Regions from separate parts of the Canis lupus genome. Here region 1 is linked to region 2. Evidence: chromatin contacts called from public Hi-C data. All regions are on one chromosome and are shown on one strand. Each heading gives the region's core, a stretch centred on a gene start, on an enhancer-like site or on the middle of the called end of the contact. The rest is flanking DNA. Distances are from core to core; before and after follow the strand shown.

Evidence for each region. Hi-C and Micro-C count contacts between places; a contact is called where the count stands out from the background.
Region 1: a Hi-C map of skin fibroblasts shows a contact between it and region 2, with 5 times the contacts expected there. The contact joins two enhancer-like sites. A contact is called at or near these places in 2 of 9 Hi-C or Micro-C datasets (amygdala and skin fibroblasts).

What each region holds. Positions count from the first base shown.
Region 1 is chr4:27,352,018-27,355,866 of UU_Cfam_GSD_1.0, reverse strand. All of the region lies in intron 6 of LRMDA (leucine-rich melanocyte differentiation-associated protein), which reads right to left. Among named protein-coding and RNA genes, the nearest start is that of KCNMA1, 930 kb to the left of the region's middle. Within about 2 kb of position 2,191, at least 3 of the 20 cell types and tissues checked have an H3K27ac peak or open chromatin away from gene starts, as enhancers often do.
Region 2 is chr4:26,909,798-26,913,638 of UU_Cfam_GSD_1.0, reverse strand. It overlaps LRMDA (leucine-rich melanocyte differentiation-associated protein), which reads right to left. Exons shown (of 7, transcript XM_038534451.1): 3 at 2,375-2,501. Among named protein-coding and RNA genes, the nearest start is that of LRMDA, 570 kb to the right of the region's middle. Within about 2 kb of position 1,763, at least 3 of the 20 cell types and tissues checked have an H3K27ac peak or open chromatin away from gene starts, as enhancers often do.

The sequences.
Region 1 (3,849 bases), core at 942-3,441, 440 kb before region 2:
CTGCCAAATGAGACTCCTAATTTTTCTTAAGTAGCCAGCTCTCCCATCACCATAAGCTTTTAAAACTATAATTATGAAAAAAATGTATTGGGAAGAATCTGTTTTAAAGAGGTCCTTTATCTTTTAAATGTTTCCCCCTCTGGAATGGATGTTCTAATTACGCAGGTTAAGTTATGACCTTGGGGCTGCCTGAGGGGTGAGAAGCAGCCTCTTTTCTTTTGATACAAGGCTGTGATGGTGGGGCAGTACTAGAGACTTTGCTGGGGAAGACCCTGAGAGTCCTGAGTAGAAATTCCTTGCACCCTCATCCGGAGTCCAGCAAAGACCCCTGGGTTCCCCAATCTCCCAGATGGCCTTGTACTTCCAGTTGCATTTCTGCTGTCTATTTATTAAGGAGAGGTGGGAGTAGACCTGCATTTAAATCCAGCTCTGACCCTAATGGTTATGGGACCATGCACATGTCCCTCTTCCTTACTGGGCTGCATTCCCCATTTGCAAAATGAAGGCAAGGGGGCCAGATGATCTTGGAAGTTCATTCTAGCTCTGAAATAAGTGATTTAGTGTTTTCAAATGCTTCCCTTATGAAGACAGGGATGTCAGATCCAATGCTGACTGATGGAGAAGACAAATCCAATGGTCAGTTAATCAAAAATTTGATTTCAACTAAGTTAGTTCTTGAAATCCATCCAGCCAACATTCCCATAATACATAGAAGAGGAGTTCTGCTGGACCTCAAAATCCCCAAGGAAAAGTTCTACTACAGTTTGTTCAACCTGTATTTCACACTCAGAGCTGGGAAGGACGTCCCGCAAACTAGCCCATGTCCCATTAGCTTTGATAGGAGCTCATTAACTTAGTAACTTCTGACTCAACAAAGCTCAACTCCAAATATCAGAGTAAGTGGTTGTCCACTTGTATCTTAGTTGTTAAACAATAATGATCTAGACACACACAAACATACAAATACAAAAACTTATTTGATAATGGGGGACAGGTTGGACCAATCAATTCAAATTTGTTAAATAAAATAAAAAGTATCAACTCTATGATCATTATTAATATTAGTTTTGGTAATCACCATTTAAAATGCTATTATCACAAATGTAAGTACAGCTGTGTAATGACAAACAGATTTTGATCTGTTTGTGATCACTAGGAGCTTACAATTAGGCAGCACTACAGCACAGGCAAGGGACAGAGGTTCTTGCAGAACTCCTATTTTCCAATCTGTACAAATAAAGGAACTAGACTGTTCATGGCCTCTGCGGCGGGGGGCGGGAGGGGGGGAGTGATGACAGTGTTGTAAAGAGGTGGATCCAGGGACAGAGAAACAGTATCTTGAGAGTCATTCTGGTCGACTGCAGAAGATTCTAGAACTATGCTTCCAAGTGACACTATATATACCTGTGAATATGCCACCTCTACAATACTCCTTCCTCCCCAATCTCTAATGCCCAGGCGCTGAAACAGTGCAGAGAAGGTGTTCAATAAATACTTGTTGAATGGATAAATTAGCACTGCTGAAATTATTATCTATACACAATTTGAACAGAATCCACAAAGTCAGGAATTTCAATTCCTGAACGCTCATACCTTCACCTCTGCTAAGCCTACATGTCTGAAACATCTTAAGACTATGTACACATTGAGTATGTGCCTTCTTCAAGAAGGGGGCAAAATAACAGAAGGCAACAGTCTCAATTCCTGAGCACCAGGGTTGTTTTTATGCTGAACACTCTCCTCCCACAGAAACAAAGCAATCACAATATCTGGCTGGAAAGAGAGAAGTGAAGTGAATGTTATCATCCAGTCTTAAGAGCTGTAAACATCATACACGGGGAAGGACATTCCCCCAGAAAGCACATTTGTGGGTCTTTGTTACATGTGGGCCGCGAGTAAACTGGGAGCTGGAAGGGAATAAACGCCCACGTTTTATGATCTTGAGAAGTGGCTGGAGCAAACCTCGAGGTCAGCCTGTGTGACGTGCTATCAGCTCTGCTGTGGGTATGACCCTGGGTTGAGCAGAGCTTGCAGGATTACAGGCCCCAGCACAACATCCTCCTTCAGTCAGCTACTTACATACTAAGGCCAAATGAAAAGAAGAGAGATTTTAAAAGGTCTCAAGGGAAGGGGTCACTTAGGAGCTGTTTGTGTGGAAGGAGGACAAAGTCCATCCTCCCTGCCTTGCAGATCTTCCCTTTGTCTGCGGCCCCTGGGAGGAGCCTCAGGCTGGGAAGGAAAGGGGGAAGGCTCCACCCAGCAGAGGGTAGAGGAGTCAGAGAAGGACTTGGAGATACCGTTAACAAAACTTTACAGGTTTTGCACTAAATTTAATCTTTGTACTGGCATTTCCTTTTTCTTTTCTGTACTACTCCAAACTGTCCTTCATGTTGAAATTGTTTTAATACTTGGGCTCAATATTTCATTATTTTGTTCATCTGTGCTCAGGGGCGAGAGAAGCTTCTTAAACTAAGCTGAGGGACCCTGGAGAAGTCATGACACTAACTGTACCTCCTGAAAATCTCCAGGGTGGAGTGCACCACCTGGCAATATGTGTAAGACGATCAATTAAATGTGGAAAGAAAAAAAAAAAAAAAAAACAGAGAGAAGTCAAAGAAGAGAGTGAGAGGCTTCCTTCCCAAACTAGCTAAGTGTGATTTTAGGCAAGGGTCTTGGATTATAATCTGCTTCTTGGGTTGGAATCAGATGCCATGGTTGTGCGATGCTTGCTAAACCCCCAAACACCTGTAAGGGCCCTCGCTGCCTCCTGCATCGACTCGGGGCACAGGGTCCTTGCTGAGTGCTGCAGCCACCCCTCCAACAGAGCTGTGTGGGGGACGTCTCCTAGCCTCACAAGTGAGCACACTCCTGACCTCTTCTCCTTTATTACACAAACATCCCCACGAGCCGTGGGAGTAGGGTGCCCTGCTATGCTGCCCCTGATACACTGCGACGGAGACGTTGGAATTCTCCCATTTTGACCACAAGGATGCTTTGGCTTCATGCTTATGAATATAATAAACATGCAGACGAGCCTGGTGTTTTTTTCTCTGAGAAAGCACTAATTATTCAGAGCGAACTCCATTTAGCCAATTTAATGCCTTAATTGTTAAATGCAAAGTGAAACTATATGCTACTTTTGACATTTCACTTCTCTTTTATCGAGTTTATTTTCAATGGAAGCAGTTCTTTTTCCGTGTATTTTTTACATCAAGCAAAATTCTCCAGCTTTCGCCCGATATCAAAGTTTACCCGGTATGGCTTCTAAATCTGAGAGTCATCAATTTCCACAAAGTCACATTACCGTGAGCAAAGTTTTGCAGATCTGAATTGGGACAGGAAGACTTGTGCCTTCTGTTAAAGTTTAGTCAACTCACTTTATTGTGTGTGGTTTTGGCTCATTTCAGTTTTATTTTGTTTTCCCTATTTCCACCAAGGCTAATTTCTCCCCATGAATATGTACAGTTTTCAATCTACCAACAAGATATAAATCTTGGTCAGTTTTCTTTCCTTTCTTTTCTTTTCTTTTCCTTTCTTTTCTTTTTTTTTTTTTTTTTGATCCATAATAAATTATGTTATGTGCAGCTTTAGCTGCTCTCAGTTTTATTTTGGATTGGCTCTTTCTACTTGCAATGCTTGTTATATGTTAAAGTAAATGATAGTTTTTATTCATTTCTTAGCACAAACAGTGTGCAGGACAAAGATCAATACGTTGGATGCACGAGAGAACCCGAAAGGTGGGGTTATATGATGTGCTGCTTTCTACCAAGCATTGGTCAACAGTATAAACCACAGTGTGGGCCACACAATCCAAGGGTTAGGATGCATCTACACCCCAAAAGAAAGCTG
Region 2 (3,841 bases), core at 514-3,013:
ATGTCTGCGGTAACAGGAAAGCAATACTATAAGCTACCTATTTTGGACACTTAGATATCCAACAAATGCTTTTCATTGATTGATTATTATACAAATAGGAAGCTGATTACAAAAAAAAAAATCACCCACCAGTTCATCTGCAAACTGGGATTATGTGAAATGAGGTTCTTTCACAGTTGGTGTGCTCTTCTTTTAATTGCTTTTGTCAGGCTTGTGCTGAAATGAGCTTACATTTCTTAGTATGCACCAATTAATGCAACGGAGAACTGGCCAGGAAGTGTGCTGAGGGGAGAAGAGGAATTGAATTTGGGAATAGCATTTGTACAGCACTTGTCAGACAAAGTCCTTGTGCGTTGATGTATGGGCTATTTGGGAAGTCCTTCTCATGACACTGTTCCTTCTTTTGCCAACTTGACAATATCCAAGGGCAGAGGCAGCTGGGTTTTCACCCATGCAGAAAACTGTTTGGTTCACATTGTCATGGCACTTTGATTCCAACATTCAAATAAGGCTTTCATACGTTCTTTTTTTTTAAGCAGTTCTCCTAACAGGCAAATGAAAGCTGTGACATCACACATACACACAAAATGAGAAACAGAGGCTTTCAGAGGCTACCTGTCCACAGCCACATAGCTAAACATGATTATGCTGACTCATAAACCCAAGTCCAAAGGTGTGGGGCAAAGGACATAACCACTGGGGCCTCAAAGAGGAGCCCTCTCATCCAATTCTATTCTAATAATCCTTTTGTTCTTGATTGACTTGAGGATATCACCCAATTGATCACCTAAGACAGTCAAGGGACCCATTAGACACACAGACTGTAATAATTTTTCAAACAATGACTAGGGAAGTTAGTTGACCAAAGGATAGGAGAAGAAAAAAAATCCATCAATACTGCATTATGATAAAGACTAGATATTTACTTGTGGGCTCTCTCCTTCTACCTCTATCAAAGTGCCAACTTATAATGCCAACAGTAGCATATTTTATCCAATAAAGAAAATACTGTCTTATGACTTGAAGTATAAACTGAGGCTAAGAAATGATTTGGCCTATCATTCTTAAAGCAGACATATACATACATGGTAAATGTAACAGATATACCTGGTTTTATTTCACCCTCTAGGGCAAATGCCCTGATCCCTTTACTTCTAACTTATCATGTGAACATGAACGAGTAATTAAACTACTCTAGGTCTGAAATGTTTCACTCATAAAACACAGTGACTGGACTTCAAGTCTGAAGCAGCCCGGGAGAACGGAAAGAATTTTGGATACGGCTACGGTCAGACTAAATCTGAGACCCAGCATTTTGGTCAATGTCTGGCTGTGGATCTAAACTTCACCTCTTTCCTCATTTAGGTAAATGGAGATCCTCTCCCAGGGTTTGCCAAAAAAAAACAAACAAACAAAAAAACAAAAACAAAAACAAAAAAACACCTAAAATTAGCCAGTGAAGTGCCTGACCCACAGAAGTGCTCAATAAAGAAGAGCTGATGATAGTCACTCATTCATTCATCCCACAAACATTCACCGAAGCTCTGCTCCTGAAGGAGACAGGAGTCAACAAAATAGGCAACACTCCCCGCCTCACAGCTGGCGCTGTGGCAGCTCGGGAAGCCCTAACTGTACTACGGAATTAGGCGCCTTATGCTGCAGAAAGCTACCAAGTCCATTCTCAGCCTGTCTATGCAATCCAGACCAGGTCACGCCCCTGGGGCCTCATCCCAGGCTGCCCAGGTCCTCACCCACTTCAGGAGAAGACATGCAACCGAGCAAGACCTCTGTCGTCGCTCCAGGACAGTACACAGCGCAGAAGGCAGAGCTATGCCTGGGCCTCACCCATACCTCCCCTCTTTGCCCCTTCCCCCTTCCTCGGCCTGACCTGTTCCCCAGCCTGCACCAGAGCCTTCCAGAAACCTCCGTGATGGCCAAGTTTGCTGAGAGGCACCACCCGCTACTTCCCACCAGAGGTCGCCCTCCCACACGAGCCCAAGCAAACAGAGCCTGGCTCTGCCTTCTCGGCAGCAGTGACATTATTTTCTTTCTCTATTTTTATCTATTAAAAAGATTTCTTCACAGCCATAACTTAGATCTCTACACTAAAATGGAGCAACAGGAAGATATAATGGTGCATTTCATTTATGAATGACCTATAATAAATTACTCTGAAGTGTCCCGAGTGCCAGAAGACAGAACGCTTTGTCTGCCCATGGACTGCATTTCACATACTTTAATTTAGCTGACACATAAAACTCATTTGACATTTCGCAGGTATTTGTGGGGGGCGGGGGGGTGGGGGGAGGCTTGTGCGGGCCGGGCCCAGGCGGGGCAGGGGGGGAGCAGAGGCAGCGGGCAGGGCCAAGGATATCTGGTTCTTGTTCAGGGTTAAGGTATGGAGCCTGGGTAACCCTGGCAACACGAGGTCGTTCCCCAGCAGATTGTTGTCCAGGATGAGTTCCTCCAGGCTCCCGAACGCGCTCAGTCCTTCCAGTGACCTGCAATGACAAAGGCAACAGGAAAAATGATCCTGCACTAAATCAGGGAGGCCATTATGAGCCGAAATAAATATTTTAACCTTCCCTTTCAGGACTGGGAATAGTTTGGGCTTGGTGCCTGTCAGCAAAGTGAATGACAAGAATTAGTGGCGGGAGCCCGGTGGGGGCGGCGGGGGAAGGGGCCGCTGGCACTCCCCGCATCCTTCACGCGTTGCCAACATGAAGGATGAGGGTCACTTAGTGAGTAGCCAGGATCCAAAACAAAGGGCTTCAGATACGGCCTGCAGGATAAATTTGTCAATGTCTTGTGCCTTCAGGCACCCAGCCTCGGCTGACCCTAACCTCCATTCCCAAGATAAATAACTCTGTCACAGTTCACCTTCATTCCCTGGACACAAATTTAAGTTGTCATCCATCATTCCTGCCCAGAAATATCATACCCCTCTTACAATAATAAATATAACTTCAAGTATCATTTCTTAGCGGTTCTCCTCTGCACAGTCCAGGAAAAGGCGAGGCAGCCTTCCTTTCTCCCTCTTTGCTGCCGTTGACTTCTCGCTCCCCCCCCACACACACACACACACTCTGCTTTTTTCTTTTCTTTTTTCTTTTCTTTTTTTTTTTTCTTTACTAATCACTTAATTTGCGTCTGCCCAGTGTCCCTGTGGCTGCCCCCAAAGGCCAGGCATCTGCAGGAGCACATGATCACTCCAGTCGGGAGAGGGCTGCTTCTTTCTCTTTCCTGATTTCTTTTTCTTTTCTGTTTTTGTTTTGGTGGAGGGGAGGGGGGCGTGGCTTCAGGAAGGAGTTGGGGGGGGGGGATTTCTGTTTCAAGGTTTCCTGGCATGAAGTTAGGGTTTTAATTTATGGAAAGTGGATTTCTCACTTTATTTTTGAAAGAAGCGTGGAATGCAGCAATGTAGATGTCAAGGCAGTAAATAATCAAGCATCTGAAAGAATTAAGTACCCGGCTCAGGGAAGAAGAAGAAGAAGAAGAAGAAGAAGGAGGAGGAGGAGGAAAAAAAAAAAAAGTACCAGGAAGGGGAAAATAGCCTTGTTTTTATACTTAGCTGAAGTTAACTCTTAAGGTTATGGTCTTGGGAGTGTTGGGATGGGGGGGTAGAGGCGTTGAGGGGCTGTTGTGTGCATGTGCTGCCCCCCCCCCAGCCCCCCCAGCCCGGCTCACAGACGTTAATTAAAGAAAGCCGCCCGGTGGAGGGACACACACAGACACACACACTCCCAGCGCCTTCACCTGCCAGCCCCCAGAGCCCTGCTGAGCTTGCACGGGCTGACAGCTGAGCTACGACGTCGACCAGAGGGCGGACTCGCATGGGATC